2 separate regions of the Oryctolagus cuniculus genome follow, and region 1 is linked to region 2. Evidence: chromatin contacts called from public Micro-C data. All regions are on one chromosome and are shown on one strand. The core of a region is the stretch at or near the end of the contact, and the rest is flanking DNA. Distances in the headings are between cores, read along the strand shown.

Evidence for each region. A called contact is a pair of places that touch in the nucleus more often than the background predicts.
Region 1: a Micro-C map of ear pinna shows a contact between it and region 2, with 5 times the contacts expected there. The contact joins the promoter of MIDN here to the promoter of PTBP1 in region 2. A contact is called at or near these places in 2 of 6 Hi-C or Micro-C datasets (ear pinna and an unstated tissue).

What each region holds. Positions count from the first base shown.
Region 1 is chr16:58,662,534-58,669,208 of mOryCun1.1, reverse strand. It overlaps MIDN (midnolin), which reads right to left and starts at 1,869. Exons shown (of 6, transcript XM_051840305.2): 1 at 1,745-1,869; 2 at 368-407; 3 at 1-186. The coding sequence starts at 1,869. It overlaps CBARP (CACN subunit beta associated regulatory protein), which reads left to right and starts at 1,384. Exons shown (of 10, transcript XM_051840289.2): 1 at 1,384-2,151. The coding sequence starts at 1,993. It overlaps ATP5F1D (ATP synthase F1 subunit delta), which reads right to left. Exons shown (of 5, transcript XM_070058463.1): 5 at 6,028-6,675. The coding sequence ends at 6,043.
Region 2 is chr16:58,439,569-58,446,841 of mOryCun1.1, reverse strand. It overlaps PTBP1 (polypyrimidine tract binding protein 1), which reads right to left and starts at 4,658. Exons shown (of 13, transcript XM_070059484.1): 1 at 4,516-4,658; 2 at 3,675-3,705; 3 at 1,881-1,956; 4 at 1,620-1,792; 5 at 1,139-1,534; 6 at 938-1,048; 7 at 660-834. The coding sequence starts at 4,523.

The DNA of each region.
Region 1 (6,675 bases), core at 620-3,119, 230 kb before region 2:
AGCCACGGGGGTCGCGATGCTAGGGTCTCCTCGGGCGGCGGCGGCCGCGGCGGCTGCGGCGGCCAGCACGTGCCGGTGCTGCAGCGGGGTGTGCTGGGCGGCCAGCTGCAGCTGCACAAACATCATGTGGTCGCCCACTCTCAGCGCCAGGGTCAACGGCGAGCGGCCCGACAAGAAGTCACTGACCTGCAGAGGACCAGCGCGGGCCCGTGAGCCAGGGGCCTTCGCCCGCAGCGCCCCCAGCCCGGCCCGGCCCGGCCCCCCCCGCGCTGTGTGACCTGGGGCCTCTCGCCGCCCCTCTCTGGGCTCTGGGGTCCCTGTCGGTGCCACGGGTGCTTAAATAAAATGAATCTGTACTTCCGGAAACCTCCTCGGCCAGCCCGGCCCGGCCCAGGCGCTGCTGGGGGCTGTGGGGGACAGAGGCGGTCAGACGGGCCCCGGCCGCCCTGGCCCACTCGGGTCTTTGGAAGCTGAGGCTGGGGCCCGAGGGGGCAGGGCCCAGCTGGTGGTCACCGCCCTCCGATGGGAACCCTCACTGGTCGCCTCTCTCTCCTGTCCCCAAAGACGGCAGGGGGAGGGGGCAACCCCAGGCACCCAGCCTGGCCGGCGTGTGGGTGGAATTCCTGGGTGAATTTTTCCTTCCTAACCTTTGCTTTCTGAAGATAAATATTTATCTGTCCCGGGCGGGGCAGGGGCCCAGGAGCGGCCAGAAGGGGGCCCTGACCAGACCCCTTGGGTGGGTGTCCCCCAGGGTCTCAACGCCCCAACAGCTGTCCAGCCTGCCCCCCCCCCCCGAGACCTGTGTGTGTCCCGTCCACACTGGGCACCCATTCTGGGGCCTGGCCAGCCTCGTCCTCTCCAGAGGCGGGGGGGGGGGGGAGGTTTCTGAGAAGTGACAGAGGCCGATGACTCACAGCCGGCTGGCGTAACATTCCCTGCCTGCAGCCCGGGGGGGGGGGCGCGGAGTGGGCAAGATGCAGCCCCCCCCCGCGCGCGGTCTGCACTGCACTGCACTGCCCCCTGGCCCGCAGACACCCCGTGCAGGAAGGGCCCAGGGTGGCTTCCTGGGAGCAGCTGGGGTCCCCCCCTTCCGCCACCCTACAACTTCCTCCCAGGGGAGGGCAATGGGCGTGTGCGACTCTGTGCCAGGCAGGGAAGCAACCCGGGGAGCCCAGCCCAGCACCCCCTCCCTCCTGAGGCAGGCTGAGAACCAAACAGGCCCCTGCCCCCACGCCCACCCGCCCCGGGGTCAGGGCGCCCTGTCCGCACTTGCCCAGGAAGCCACCCGGGGCCCCCACCTCAGCTGCGGGGACCCCCTAGCCCTGCCCCCCCACCTGGCCGCCGGCCCTGCTGCCAGACCACCCAGCTGCAGCCCCACGGCCCCCTCCTCCCCCGCGGGGCTTGGCCAGGGCAGGACGCTACACGCCAGGAAGGGGCGATGGCCTTGGGGCGGCCGCCGCCGAAGCCGCTCAGCCGGCTCCCCCCGCCCGTGCCGCCCTCCTGGGAGGTGGCCCAGCCACCACGGCCCAGAGAATGAGGAAGGGAGAATAAAGGCGACAGCAAAATCGGGAACCCGAGCCGGGGCCAGCCCGGGCCTCCGCCGGCTGCTTACTGAAGAGTTCTTCTAACATCCTGTCTGGGTGCCCGCCCCTCCCCCGCCGGGGCGGAGAACAAAGACCAGAGAGAGGAGGAGGGGGTGCTGACCCACCCCCCTCCCAGAGGCGGCACCCGCACCAGCCCTCACGCCCCCACCGCAAAGATTTCGAAAAGGAGAAACTGCCGGCTCTCGGAGGCCACAGCACTGGGGGGGGGTGGGGGGGGTGTGTGCAGGCCCCGGGTGTGAGCGTGGGCCAAGGTCACCCCGCCCATGGCTGCCACCGTGGGAGAGAGCGCCCTCAAGGTCAGGTGGCTGGGGGCGGGCAGGGCTGGGTGACCGGGCCCAGCTGGCCTCCAGCGCACAGGCCCCAGGGAACTCCAACCCACTCTCTCCAAATGGCCCCGGGCCCTGGTCGGCGGCTGCCCCCTCCCCCTGCAGGTGAGGGAGGGGCGGTGCGATCTTACCTGGGTCTCGGTCAGACTCTCCAAGGCTTGGACTACAGACTGCTCCGGCCTGGAGGCCTGGGACTACAAAGAGAGGAAGAGGTGTGTGAGGTGGGTGCTGGGGCCTGGCGCTGCCCTGGCCGGGGAGGCGGCCCCGCGGGGAGTGGGCTGGGCCGCCTGGCAGGGGCGGCTCCGGAGCCATTACCATGAGACCCGCTTCCACGGTGGGCACCAGCGTCAGCTTGCTGCCATCCCCCACGCCAAACTCCCGCAGCTTCCCCGAACTGAGCCGGCTGCGGGGGGAGGAAGGAAGAGGATGAGACTGGGGGTGGGAGGGCCGCGGGGACGCGGAAGCGCGGGCCGCGCGGGGGTCCGGGAAGTCGCTCCCACCCACTCGCGGCTCCAGAGCCCAGGGCCTGCGGGACGCCCACTTGGGAGCCCCCATGCTCCGGGGTCACACCCCTCTTCCCCCCGGAACCTCAACTCTGAGACTCAGGGGTCCTCCGCTCGCCTGGGGGAGGCTCCGCCTCGGCCCCGGAGACCCAGGGCCCACCGGCGTCCAACCCCGGTCCCCGGTCGCCCACATCCAGGCCTGGGCGCGCCTCCGTGGCCGCTACCGGCTGGGCTCCCCCTCCTCCCTGGCGCAGGCCGCCGCTACCACCGCGCAGACAAAGGAGCCCCTCCCCCGCGCCCCTCCCCCACGGGGCCCCTCCGCTGGGGATGGACACTGCGTGTCCCCGGAGGCCCGCGGGGGGAGGGCTGCCCGGCCCGGAGGCGATTTAAATATCGGGGGGGAGGGGAGGCAGCGGGGAACGCGGAGAGGCGAGAACAAAGCGGGGCACGGGACACGGGGGGGCGCCAGACGCGGAGGGGGCTGCGGAGCAGATGCGGAAGCGGCGCGGGTGCAGGCAGAGGAGGGGGCGGCGCGGCCCTGCCAGCCACCCCCCCCCGCGGCCGCCGCCGCCGCCGCTCACGGACCCCCCGCGCCACGCTGGGATTTCCTGCATTCCCACGAGGGGGCCCCGCTGGAGCCCGGCCCCGGGCGCCTCGCCGCCGCCGCCGCCGCCTTTGTGCGGCGACCCCGGGCGGGGGAGGGGGCCGAGGCAGGCAAGGCCGAGCAGAGGGCGCCCGAGAGCGCGCGGCGCGCCCCCGCCCCCCGTCTGGCCGCCCCCTGCCTCCGCGCGCGCGGCGCGCTCTTTGTTCGCGCCCGGGGGCCGCGGCCCGAGGGGGCGGGCGGCGCGGGGGTGGGGGCGCGCCGCGCGCGGTACCTACGTGTCCCGGTGCAGCAGCGCCAGGCGCTCCTTGGGCACTTTGAGGCGCTGGGACAGCCGCTTGCGCAGCCCCTCCACGGTCTCGTCGGGCGGAACCGACAGGTCGTAGCGGGTGCCCGTCGTGCTGTGGATGGCCAGGCTCATGGGAGCCGCCTCGGCCGCCGGGCCCAGCTCACAGGCACCGCCGGGGGCCCCTCGCCGGCAGCTCCGGGCGCCGCCGGGCTGCGGCTCCATCCCCGGCGCGCGCTGGGGGGCTGGGCTCCGCGGGGCGCCGCCAATCCTCGCCGCGCCGCCGGCGTCGGGTCCGGGAATCCGCCGAGCCGCGATGCTCCGGGCGTTGGGGGCGGCGCGGGTCTCCCCTGAGGACGTCCCGGCGGCGCAAGGAAAGCCAAAAAAAAAATCCGACTGGCGCTCGGGGGTCGCGGCGGCTCCTGGGTGCACCTTCCGGGGTGGGGGCTGCGCTCGCGGCTTCTCTACCGGGGGAAGCGCGCTGACCCGGGCGCGGCGCGGGGGAGGGTCTCGGAGGAGGGGGCCCACTCGGCCAGCCGCGTTCCGTGCCGTCCGCCGCTCGGGTCGCGCGTCCCCTCCCTTAGCAACAGCCGCCGCCGCCGCTCGGAGGATCTGGGGGTGAAAGTAACAAGAAAAAAAAGTTATAATGTATCAACGTTCCAAGGGGCGGAGCCGCCGCCCCCTCCCATTCACTACTTACTCCGCCGGCCCCGCGCCGGCCAATCAGCGCGCGCGGAACGCCCCGTCGGCCGCGCAGCCCGGCCAATCAACGCCGCCGCGGCACCGCCCCACGTGGCAGCGAGGCCCGCCCCTGTCCCCGCCCCCGGCGCCCGGGCGACCAAGGGGAGCGCGGCGGGGGCGGGGCTGGCGCCGCGCCGCGCCCGCCCCCGCTGCCCCCGCCCGCGCCGGGAGCCATTCATAAGAGCCTGGCGCCCTCAACAAAGGGCGGTCGGGCCCGGAGGGGCGCGGGACCCCGGCCCCGGGTCGAGTGGCACCCCCCACGCGTCCCCGGGAGCGCGGCGAGGGCGTGGGGAGGGGGCGGCAGAAGCAGGAAGTCGTGGGACCTCCCCGCCTCGTTCGTCCGGGAAGCACCCGCGAGCGGAAGCGGGAACGCGAACCCCAAGCCTCGTGGCCGGGGTCCCCGAACGAGGGGCGCTGGCCCGGCTCGCCCCCACCCGCGCCGTGGGTGGGCGTGGAGGTCGGGGCGGCGCGGCGGGCGGGGCCGCTGCCCTTCGGTGACGTGGCCGCCGGGAGCCCCGCCCGAGCCGGTGCCACCTCCCTCCCGCCCGGCCCCCGGGCCGGGCCCGGTTCCCGAGACGCGCCCGCCCGAGCCGTGACGTGACGCGGCGTCCCCGGCTGCGCCCGCGCGCACGGCTCGTGGCCGCGGTGAGTCAGCAGCACCGGCGCGCCCCCTGCCGGCTCGGCGCGGAAGCGTCGCCCGGAATCCCGGGGGAGGGGGCGCAGCGCTGCCCCCGGCCGGGAAGGAGGGTGACGAGACTGCGGGCGTGGGGGAGCACCCTCTCAGGGCGCGAGACTCCGCGTCTGCAGCCGAGGGTCGCGCAGACGGGGAAACTGAGGCCGGAACAACTAGTTCAAGGTCACTGCCGGGGGGGGGGGGCGGAGCGGGGGCTGCGGCCCCGCCGGGGCGGTGCCGACTGCGCGGAGCCCCTCCCACCCCACACCTCCGGGGGCTTCCTCAGGTCGGAGGCACTCAGGAACCTGCCTGCCCCGGCGGAGAACAAAGGAAGTGGCGCGCCTCCGACCGGCTGGAGCGGGGGCCCTCCTCGGCGCCTGGTCCCGCCCCCCACTCACCCGGCCCGGAGGGTCCTGGGTCCCCGCAGTCCTGGGGGCTTCGCGTACGGGAAGCTGCGCGCGGTGGCCGGGCCGGTCTGGGGCCGGGCGGGCGGCCCCCGCGCCTTTATCCGCGCCGCCTTCCCTCGGGGTGGAGTCGTGGCGGGCAAGGGGCGGGGGGCCGGGCGGGCGCTGACGCAGCCGGCCCCCGCCCCTGCCCGCCGGCCAGGGACCCGGAGCGCCGCCGGCCCGGGTCACCGGGGCCCCTAACTCTGCCCAGGGGATGGGCACCACAGGCGTGCCGCCGGGCCGGAGACCCCAGCGCGCCCCGAAACTGGGGCTTGGGGTCTGTAGCCGGGCTCCGGCCCTGTCCCCCCTTCCTGTCCCCGCAGGCCCGGTGCGTCCTTCCGCCGCCCAGCAGAACAGGCCGCGGGGGTGCGGGGTGCCTGGGCCAGCGCCTGGCTTCCCGCATCCTTTACCGGTGACCTCAGAGGGCACTCGGGCCGGCTGCCCAGGGCCAAGCCCGTGTCCGGCCTTGGAAGCGACCTCGGCTCCCTGGGCCTGTGTCTCCGGTGCCAGGGCAGGCAGCAGACCCCCCCTCCCCGGCAGTCCCGGCCCTGGGACGCGGACCCGCGTGGGGGCCTCTCCCGGGCCACAAACGCATGCACACGTGGCCCTGCCCCGCCTCCGGGGTGGACAGCCACCCAGTTTGGGCGTTGCTCCTGGGGACGGCCCGGGAGGCGGGGGCTGTCTTGCCCCCCTGTGGGGCTCCAGGCCACCACCTGCTGTCCACTTATCTGCCTTCTCCTTTTATCTGGCCTGGCCACCCCGCCCCCACCCTGGAGCCCCTCCCAGGTTCCCCCACCCCAGGCGCAGGGCAGCCAGAGGGTGGGAAAACACTGAGGGGGGGCTTGAGACAGGAATAGGGGTCTTACTCCCAGCAAGTGAGACAGGGTGGGGGTGGGGCAGAGGGCGTGCTGGGCGACCCCTGCTGGCCACACTGTGGGGGGGAGGCTACTGCTGGGGTGGGCAGCCAGATGACACCGGGGCTGCCCGGCAGGCAGAGGCTGGGCGAGCTCCGGGCAGGGGGTCGCGGGGGCCAGGGTTCCAGAGCCCACGACCTGACGCCCAGGGAGTCCTGGTTGTTTCCCACCTGCCCCCCCCCCCCCAGGTGGAAGCGCCCAGCCGGGTCTTGCCTCCTGCCCCAGGGCAGCCTGGCCAGCACCGACCCACACCAGCCGGGCGCGTGGCCCCGCGTGGAGCCGAGGCAGTGTGGGGACGCCGGTCCTGGGCCCCTGCCAGGCCCCAGCGCTGTGTCCTTGGTCTTATTTATAGCAGCCAGACCAGGATGGGGGACGGGAAGTGGGGGGTCCGGGCAGGGGAAGCGGGGGCGTCCCTGGGGAGTCACCTGCACGGGGCTGTGACACAGTCTGACCTCAGCGCTCCGCACACCCAGCCAGGCGCCCCCTCGTGGCCAGTCCCGGGGCGGCACCCCGGTGGGACCCGGCCGCAGCCTTGGGGTCGCGGGCCTGCGTTCGCGGCGGGGCCGACACCAGTGGGGTCC
Region 2 (7,273 bases), core at 3,409-5,908:
GCAGGGCCTGCACAGGACAGCTCGCGGCGCCCACACGGCGCCCAGGCGACGCACACCTGCGCCCGCCGCGCATGCTCCGGGGCCGCAGCTTACCAGGCCAGCGTCACCCTGCGAGGGACAAGCCCCTCAGAGGCACCGGTCCTCGTCCTGCAGCTGCTTGAAGGGAACCAAACACTGGGCGGTCAGTCGCCTGCACACACAGCTGCGGCCGCGGGCTCAGGCCGGCCCTGTCCACGCCACGCCCCCGGGGCAGGCGCCCTGCGGCTGCCTGCGCCCTCCCAGGGAGGCGGCCCCGCGGGCTGGCTCTCCCTGCTGACCGCTGCGTGGGCATGCACGACCGGCTGTGGGGTCAAGACCGAGTGTTGAGTACCTGCAGCTGGAGGAATGGCAAAGGTGGGAGGGAAACCAGCTCCTGCATACGGAGAGGCTGAGATTATACCAGGTGCACCTAGAAACAAATGAGACACTAACCATCGCACCCACAGCCGGCGGGCGGGCAGGCGGGCGGGCGGGCGGCCGCGCTCCCGGAGGGCCCTGGGGCCGTGCTGGGCGGGGCGCGGAGCGGCAGGAGCCGGCTCCCTGGGTGCTGCCTGGGGCGGGCCGGGGTGACCCCCGCGCATCCTAACACTGGTGCTCGGCGCGCCGGGAGGGGGCCTCACCGAAGGCGGCGGCCATGGTCTGGTCCAGCGACGGCTGGCTGTCCCCGGACGGCAGGTCAGGCCGCGTGTAGTCGCGGCTCTTGTCGTTGTTGTACTTGACGTTGAGGCTGGTGAGCTTGGAGAAGTCGATGCGCAGCGTGCAGCAGGCGTTGTAGATGTTCTGCCCGTCGAGGGACTGGGGGCAGCAGCGCGTGAGGGGCGCCCAGGGACCCCGGTCCCCCTCCCCAGCCCCGGCCCGGCCCGCCCGGCCCCCTCCCCAGCCCCGGCCCGGCCCTCACCAGCTTGGCGTGCTGGGCGCTCACGGGCTCCGCGTACTGCAGCAGCGCCTGGAACTGGTTGTTCTTGGTGAAGGTGATGATCTTCAGGACGGTGCCGAACTTGGAGAAGATCTGCAGGGCCACAGGCAGCCTGAGCCCCGCCCCCGGCTGCCCGGCTCCGCCCTGGCCCCGCCCCCGGCCGCCCGGCCCCGCCCGCCTCACCTGGTGCAGCACGTCCAGCGTCACCGGGTAGAACAGGTTCTCCACGATGATCCTGAGCACGGGGCTCTGGCCGGCCATCGCCATCCCCGCGTCCACCGCCGCGGCCGAGGCGGCCAGGGCCAGGTTTCCCGACTGCACGGAGTTCACGGCCTGCAGGGCTGCCTGGGCCCGCTGTGGAGGAGGCCGCGTGAGCCCGAGCCCGGCCCCGCCTGCCCGCCCGCCCGCCCCGCCGCCCGCGGGCGCACGCACGGCCTGGTTCGGGGAGCTGTCGGTCTTGAGCTCCTTGTGGTTGGAGAACTGGATGTAGATGGGCTGGCCGCGCAGCACCGGCGTCACCGAGGTGTAGTAGTTGACCATGGTGTTGGCGGCCTCCTCCGTGTTCATCTCGATGAAGGCCTGCGGGGGGGGGGGGGGTGTGAGCATGGCGGTCCCCCCCCCCCCCGCCGCACGCCCCCCTGCCGCCCCCCCGCCCGCCGGGTACCTGGTTCTTCCCCTTCAGCATGAGCAGGTTGGTGACCTTGCCGAAGGGCAGCCCCAGGGAGATGACCTCGCCCTCCGTGACGTCCCCGGGCAGCTTGCGCACGTGGATCACCCGCGAGGGCACGCCCGCGCTCCTGCTGTCACCTTTGAACTTCTTGCTGTCGTTGCCGTTTGCTGGGGGAGGGGGCGGTCGGCTCACCAATCCGGCGCCACCCGCCGCCCGGGAGCCCGCCCGCCCGCCCGCCCTGGGCGCAGGCCCTACCTGCAGAAGCGGAGCTGCCGCTCATGATGAAGGGGCCGTTGGTGACGCAGGTAGAGAAGAGCTCGTCAGATCCCCGCTGCCAGAGAACAGAGCTGCAGGGCTGCCCGCCAGCCACGCCCCTGCGCCACCCAGCCACGCCCCATCCCAGGACACCAGCCATGCCCCTGCTCAACAGGACCCACACCCCTGCACCCACCCTGCTCCACAACAGACCCACACCCCTGCGCCCACACCGCCAGCCACGCCCCTGCTCCACAACAGACCCACACCCCTGCTCCACAACAGACCCACATCCCTGCTCCCACCCTGCCAGCCATGCCCCTGCTCCACAACAGACCCACACCCCTGCGCCCACCCTGCTCCACAACAGACCCACACCCCTGCGCCCTGCCAGCCACGCCCCTGCTCCACAACAGACCCACCCCCTGCTCCCACCCCCCAGCCATGCCCCAGCTCCACAACACAGGCAGTGGCCAGACCCCACCCACACCCCCAGCCCTGCTCCCGTGCCAACACCCGCCACGCCCCTGCCCCCACCCCAGCCCTGCTGTGAACAGAGCCCCCTGGGGCCAGGACCCCTCTGTGGGGGCTGACTCCCCCCCCAGCCCAAGTGCCCCGGGCCAGCACGGAGCCCGTCCGGGCAGGGGGCGGGGCCTCCCGTGCATAGAGCAGGTCTGTTCAGAGCTGAAACCGGAGCCCCAGGCGACAGGGCGACTCGGTTACACGAAACAAGGATGCCGGCAGCCGCGCAGGCAGCCCGCCCCAGGCTGCAGACCCCCGCCCAGCTCCACCCAGCCCCCCAGAACCAGGGCAGGGAAACGTGGCCTCTCCACTTTCCCCCTCCAGGCCATGCCAGGACGCTGCCCCACGAGAGGCTCCCACAGACCGGAGTGGGAGGAGCCCACCGCCAGCCGCCGGGAAGAAGGCGGAGCCGAGCGGCCCCCACCAGCCCTCCACAGCCCCTCGGCCGGGAGCCGGCCCCCACCACGCCGACCGCAGCGTCAGCCGCCCTTCCTGTAACTGGACGGTGCCGCAGACAGGAAGCCGGCGCCCCATGCCCACGGGGGACCGGGGGCACCGTGGGATCCACAGGAAGCCGCCCGGCCTTACCCCGCTGGACCGCGTCCAGGCACCCATGCGGCTCCCATGTGCTAACTGCACGAACCTTAAAAGGGGCATCGCGGCGCCGGCCTCCGCCCAGAGCGGCGGGCGGGCCGCCCAGGACGGCCTCCTTGGCTGCCGGCCCCGTGTGCATTCCCACGGCAGGCGGCCGGCGCGCCCACAGCCGTCTGGCGGGCACGCTCTAGCCCACCGGGGCAGCAGGCCCCGGAGCCCAGGCCGCTCCAGCAGACCGCGGCCACTCCCGCCCACGCGGCCCGGCCCCCAGCCCGCCGGCGCCCACAGGAAGAGCTGCGCAGGGCGCCCGGCCGCACGGGCGCAGAGGAAACCCTGCCGGCCCGGGACAGCCCGCGCTGACGCAGCACGGGAAGCCCGCGAGGGCTGTCCTGGAGCCGCGGCCGCCCAGGCCTGCGCTGCCCCGCGCACGCACACGGGCGGAACGCAGCCCGGGGGGCAGCCAGCCGGCCCGCAGCGCGCAGGCACACGCGTGACCGCGGGACGCACTGACATCCACACACCAGCAACCGCCGAGCGCCCGCCTCCCGGAACACCCGCGGCCCCGCCGCCCCGGACACGGCGCCGAGGCGGGCCGGGCCCACGACGGCGGCTCAGGCCCGCGCCGCCCGCACACCCCGCCGCCGCCCGCGGCCCCCGCCGGCTCGAAGACCGCCATACCTTTGTGCCAACTGCTATGTCTGGGACGATGCTGCGGAGAGAAAGCCAGAGATCAGCGCCCCGGGCTGCAGCGCCGACCCGGGGGCGCGGGCCCCCACCCGCGCAGGCCCGCTCGGCCCGGAAAGGGGCCACCATTGTCCTGAGGGCCCCTCCCTCCCAGCGGGACCCCAGGCCCCGCCTCTGGACCGAGTTCCCGAGGTCCAGACAAAGAGCCCCGCGCCCTCGGGCGGCGCTGACAGCCGGGGCGCCGCATCCACCCGCGCGCCGACGTGGCCGGGGGTCTGCAGAGACCCGCGCCCCAGAGCCGCCCGCGGCCGCCCCCGGGCCGGGCGGGGCCCGCACGCAGGAAGCGCTTCCACCCGCGGCCCCGCCCCGGCGAGCGCAGCCCCGCTTCCCGCCCGCGCGCCGCGACGCACCGGCCCCCGCGGCCCGGGCCGCCCCCCAGCCCCGGCCCCGGCCCCTGGGCCGCGGCCGCGCGGCGGGAAACACGCGCGCCCCCGCCGAGGCCCGCGCACGCGCACAGGGCCGCGCCCGCGTCTGCGCACGCGCGCGGCGCCGACGGGAAGCGGGAAGGGCCGCGCGCCGCCGGGACGGCGAGACGCCCGGCGCCGGGAGCTGCGGGCGCGCGGACCCGGAAGTGGGCCGGGCGCGGGTCCGAGGGCCCCGCAGCCCGAGAGCGCGGCCCCGGCCGCCCCGAAGCCCCGATCCCGCGCGCCACGCGGAGGGGGGAGGGGAGCCCGCACCCCTCCCGGCGGGGCGACGGCCGGGGCCGCCCGTGTGGCGGCGGGGACGCGGGTGGAGCCCGGGGATCGCGGCGCGGCGCGTGGCGGACGCGACTCACCCGTCCATGGCACTCAGAGCAGACCCACAGGGGACGGAGTGGAGGCGCCGGAATAGCAGGAACCGACCCAACGGCTCGGAGTTATAGACTCACAAAATGGCGGAGACGCCCGCACACGTCCCCCGCGCGCGCTGCCCATTGGCTCCCTCGGCGGTCAGGGGGCGGGGAGAGCCTCGCGGGCCCCGGCCGGCGTCTCTCAGTGGCTACCGGGCCGCCAGGGGGGTGGGCGCAAGGCGGATACCAGAACGCTATTGGAGAAGGCGGCCTTCCGTCAGAGCCGAGGCGGAAACGTCCTGTGGAATCGGGGGAGGGGAGGAGAGTACGGACGCACGTGACGAGCTCAGAGCCAATGATCTGGCCGCCAGCCGGCCTGGGCCTTGGCGGAAGAAGCCATCTTGAGAGTGGGTACGTGGCGAGTCAGGCGGCAGGAAGCGTGCTTGCCCTAGGCTGCCGCCATCTTGCAAGCGGGCACAGGCCGCCCGGGGCGCGAGGGCCAGGGAAGGCGCGTCGCCATCTTGGAGTCGGGCACGAAAACTCCGGGGGCTCCATAATGCTTGTGGGCACGTGGCCAAAAAGCTGAGTTCTCTACGAGCTGTCCCTCCGGGGCCGAGCCGCCGAGGCTGTGCCCGCCCGCGGCCACGGAGCCTACGGCCGGGACACGATCCCGGTCAGCCTGGACTGTCCCGTCCGGCTTCGGAGCAGCGAGGCTGGAGCGCGGTGCGCCCGGCCGGCCGCAGGGGCGCGGGGAATCCGAGGCCCGGGCCCTGCTGGGTGACGGCCGCCAGCACGAGCCGCTGCCCGACGGCCCAAGAATTGAAGCCGGGCCGCGGGGGAAGGGTCGCGGGGACGCGCACGGGGCGCCGGCCCAGCAGTGGAGCCCGGGCCTCGCCCCGCGCGGAGGCGCACGGGGTCTCCGCGCTGTCTGGGCGCGCACGGGGCGCCGGCCCGGGGACCTGGCCCCGCTCCGGCCCAGCAGTGGAGCCCGGGCCTCGCCCCGCGCGGAGGCGCACGGGGTCTCCGCGCTGTCTGGGCGCGCACGGGGCTCCGGCCCGGGGACCTGGCCCCGCTCCGGCCCAGCAGTGGAGCCCGGGCCTCGCCCCGCGCGGAGGCGCATGGGGTCTCCGCGCTGTCTGGGCGCGCACGGGGCGCCGGCCCGGGGACCTGGCCCCGCTCCGGCCCAGCAGTGGAGCCCGGGCCTCGCCCCGCGCGGAGGCCCCCCGGCTGCAGCCAGGGCGCCCTGCCCCTCCCGTGGGCGTCGTCGTGGCAGCGGCGTCGCTTCCAGGGCCGGGCCTGGCCGGGGCCCAGCAGCCTTGGAGCCCCGACGCGGGCCCGGCGCCAGAGGATTCCGGCCGGGATTAGGGGCGGCTGCCGCGGCGCGCGGGCCGCCCGGGGTCCCTGCCGGGGAAGGTGCGGCCGCCGGGGTGGCTGCGGCCAGCTGCCTCCGGGCGCCCCCGCCCGCTGGACCACCAGGGATGGGGGCAGAGACCCGCGGGGGAGCAGAGTGGACGCCTGGCTCAGCCCTGGCCACTGCGCTCACTGGGGGATGAACAGCAGTCTTTGAGATAAGGAACAGAGAGAGCCCCGGGCCAGACCCCCCCAGGGCGGCGCGGGTGTCATCCGACTCCCGGCCCTGCCAGCTGCCTCCCTGAATGATTGAGCAGCCAGGGGCCGCCGGCTCACCTTGCGGTACCGGGAGCCAAGCCGGGGAGACCCGGAGACCTGGGGCCCTGCCCCGTGTGCGCCCCGCGCTGCTGACACGACGGGAGGGCGGGCCTGCCTCAGTTTACCCCGTGTCAAACTTGGGGGCGGGGCCGGGGTCCCGGGGGTCTTCCCGTGGGCCGGCGGCCGTGCAGCTGCAGGTTCAGAATTTGTGCTTCCTTATTGCGCCCATCCCAGAAAGCGGCCGGGCAGGAACCCAGGGTGTGGCCGTGGCAGGCGTCCAGGCCCTCAGCCCATCTCCCAGCTCCAGTGGGGGCCCTCGAGGCCGCGGGCGGCTCCTGGCTCAGCCCCGGGAACCCAGGCCAACCCCACCCTCCGATCTGGGTGAGAAGGGGTGGGGCAGGAGGTGGCGTCCTCCCTCCCCTGCCCCGGGCTTCTGCCTGCCTGACCCACCGGCCCCCAGCCCCAGCCCCGCCCCAACCCAAACACCCAGTGCTGCTCCCAGGAGGCAGCAGGCACCCTCCCCCCCAGAACCCCACCCCTGCTGCTCAAGGGGAGTTGGGGGGCTTGGAAGGGGCAGCAGTGTGGCCATTCCTGGGCGATCGGCGTGAGTGGCTGTGGAGTGGCCCCAGGAGGCGCGTCCATCTGCGGAAGCCCGGACAAGCCCGCACGGGGCGGGGCGGGGGGGTGGGGGCACCCTGGAGCGCAGCGCAGCCAGGCGCAGGGGCGAGTCTCAGACGGGCTGTGGTGTGCAGGAGCCCGAGGGCGTCACCGAAGCCCACACATGGGGCTCCACGGGGCCCGCAGGGGGCCGGTGGAGGGACTGGCCCACTCCCGACCCAGCCCCCTGCTAATGCACCTGGGAAAGCAGCAGGGTGCCTGGGCCCTGCACCCACGGGGAGACCCAGAGGCAGCGCCGGGCTCCTGGCTGGGGCCTGGCCCAGCCCTGGCTGATGCAGCATCTGGGGAGTGACCCAGCGGATGGCGGTCTCTCTCTCCCTCTCCCGCCATCCCCCTCCCTCTATCCCTCCCCCCTTCTCCCCCTCCCTTTCCCTCTCTCTCTCCCTCCCTCTCTCTCTCTCCCTCCCTTCCTTCCTCT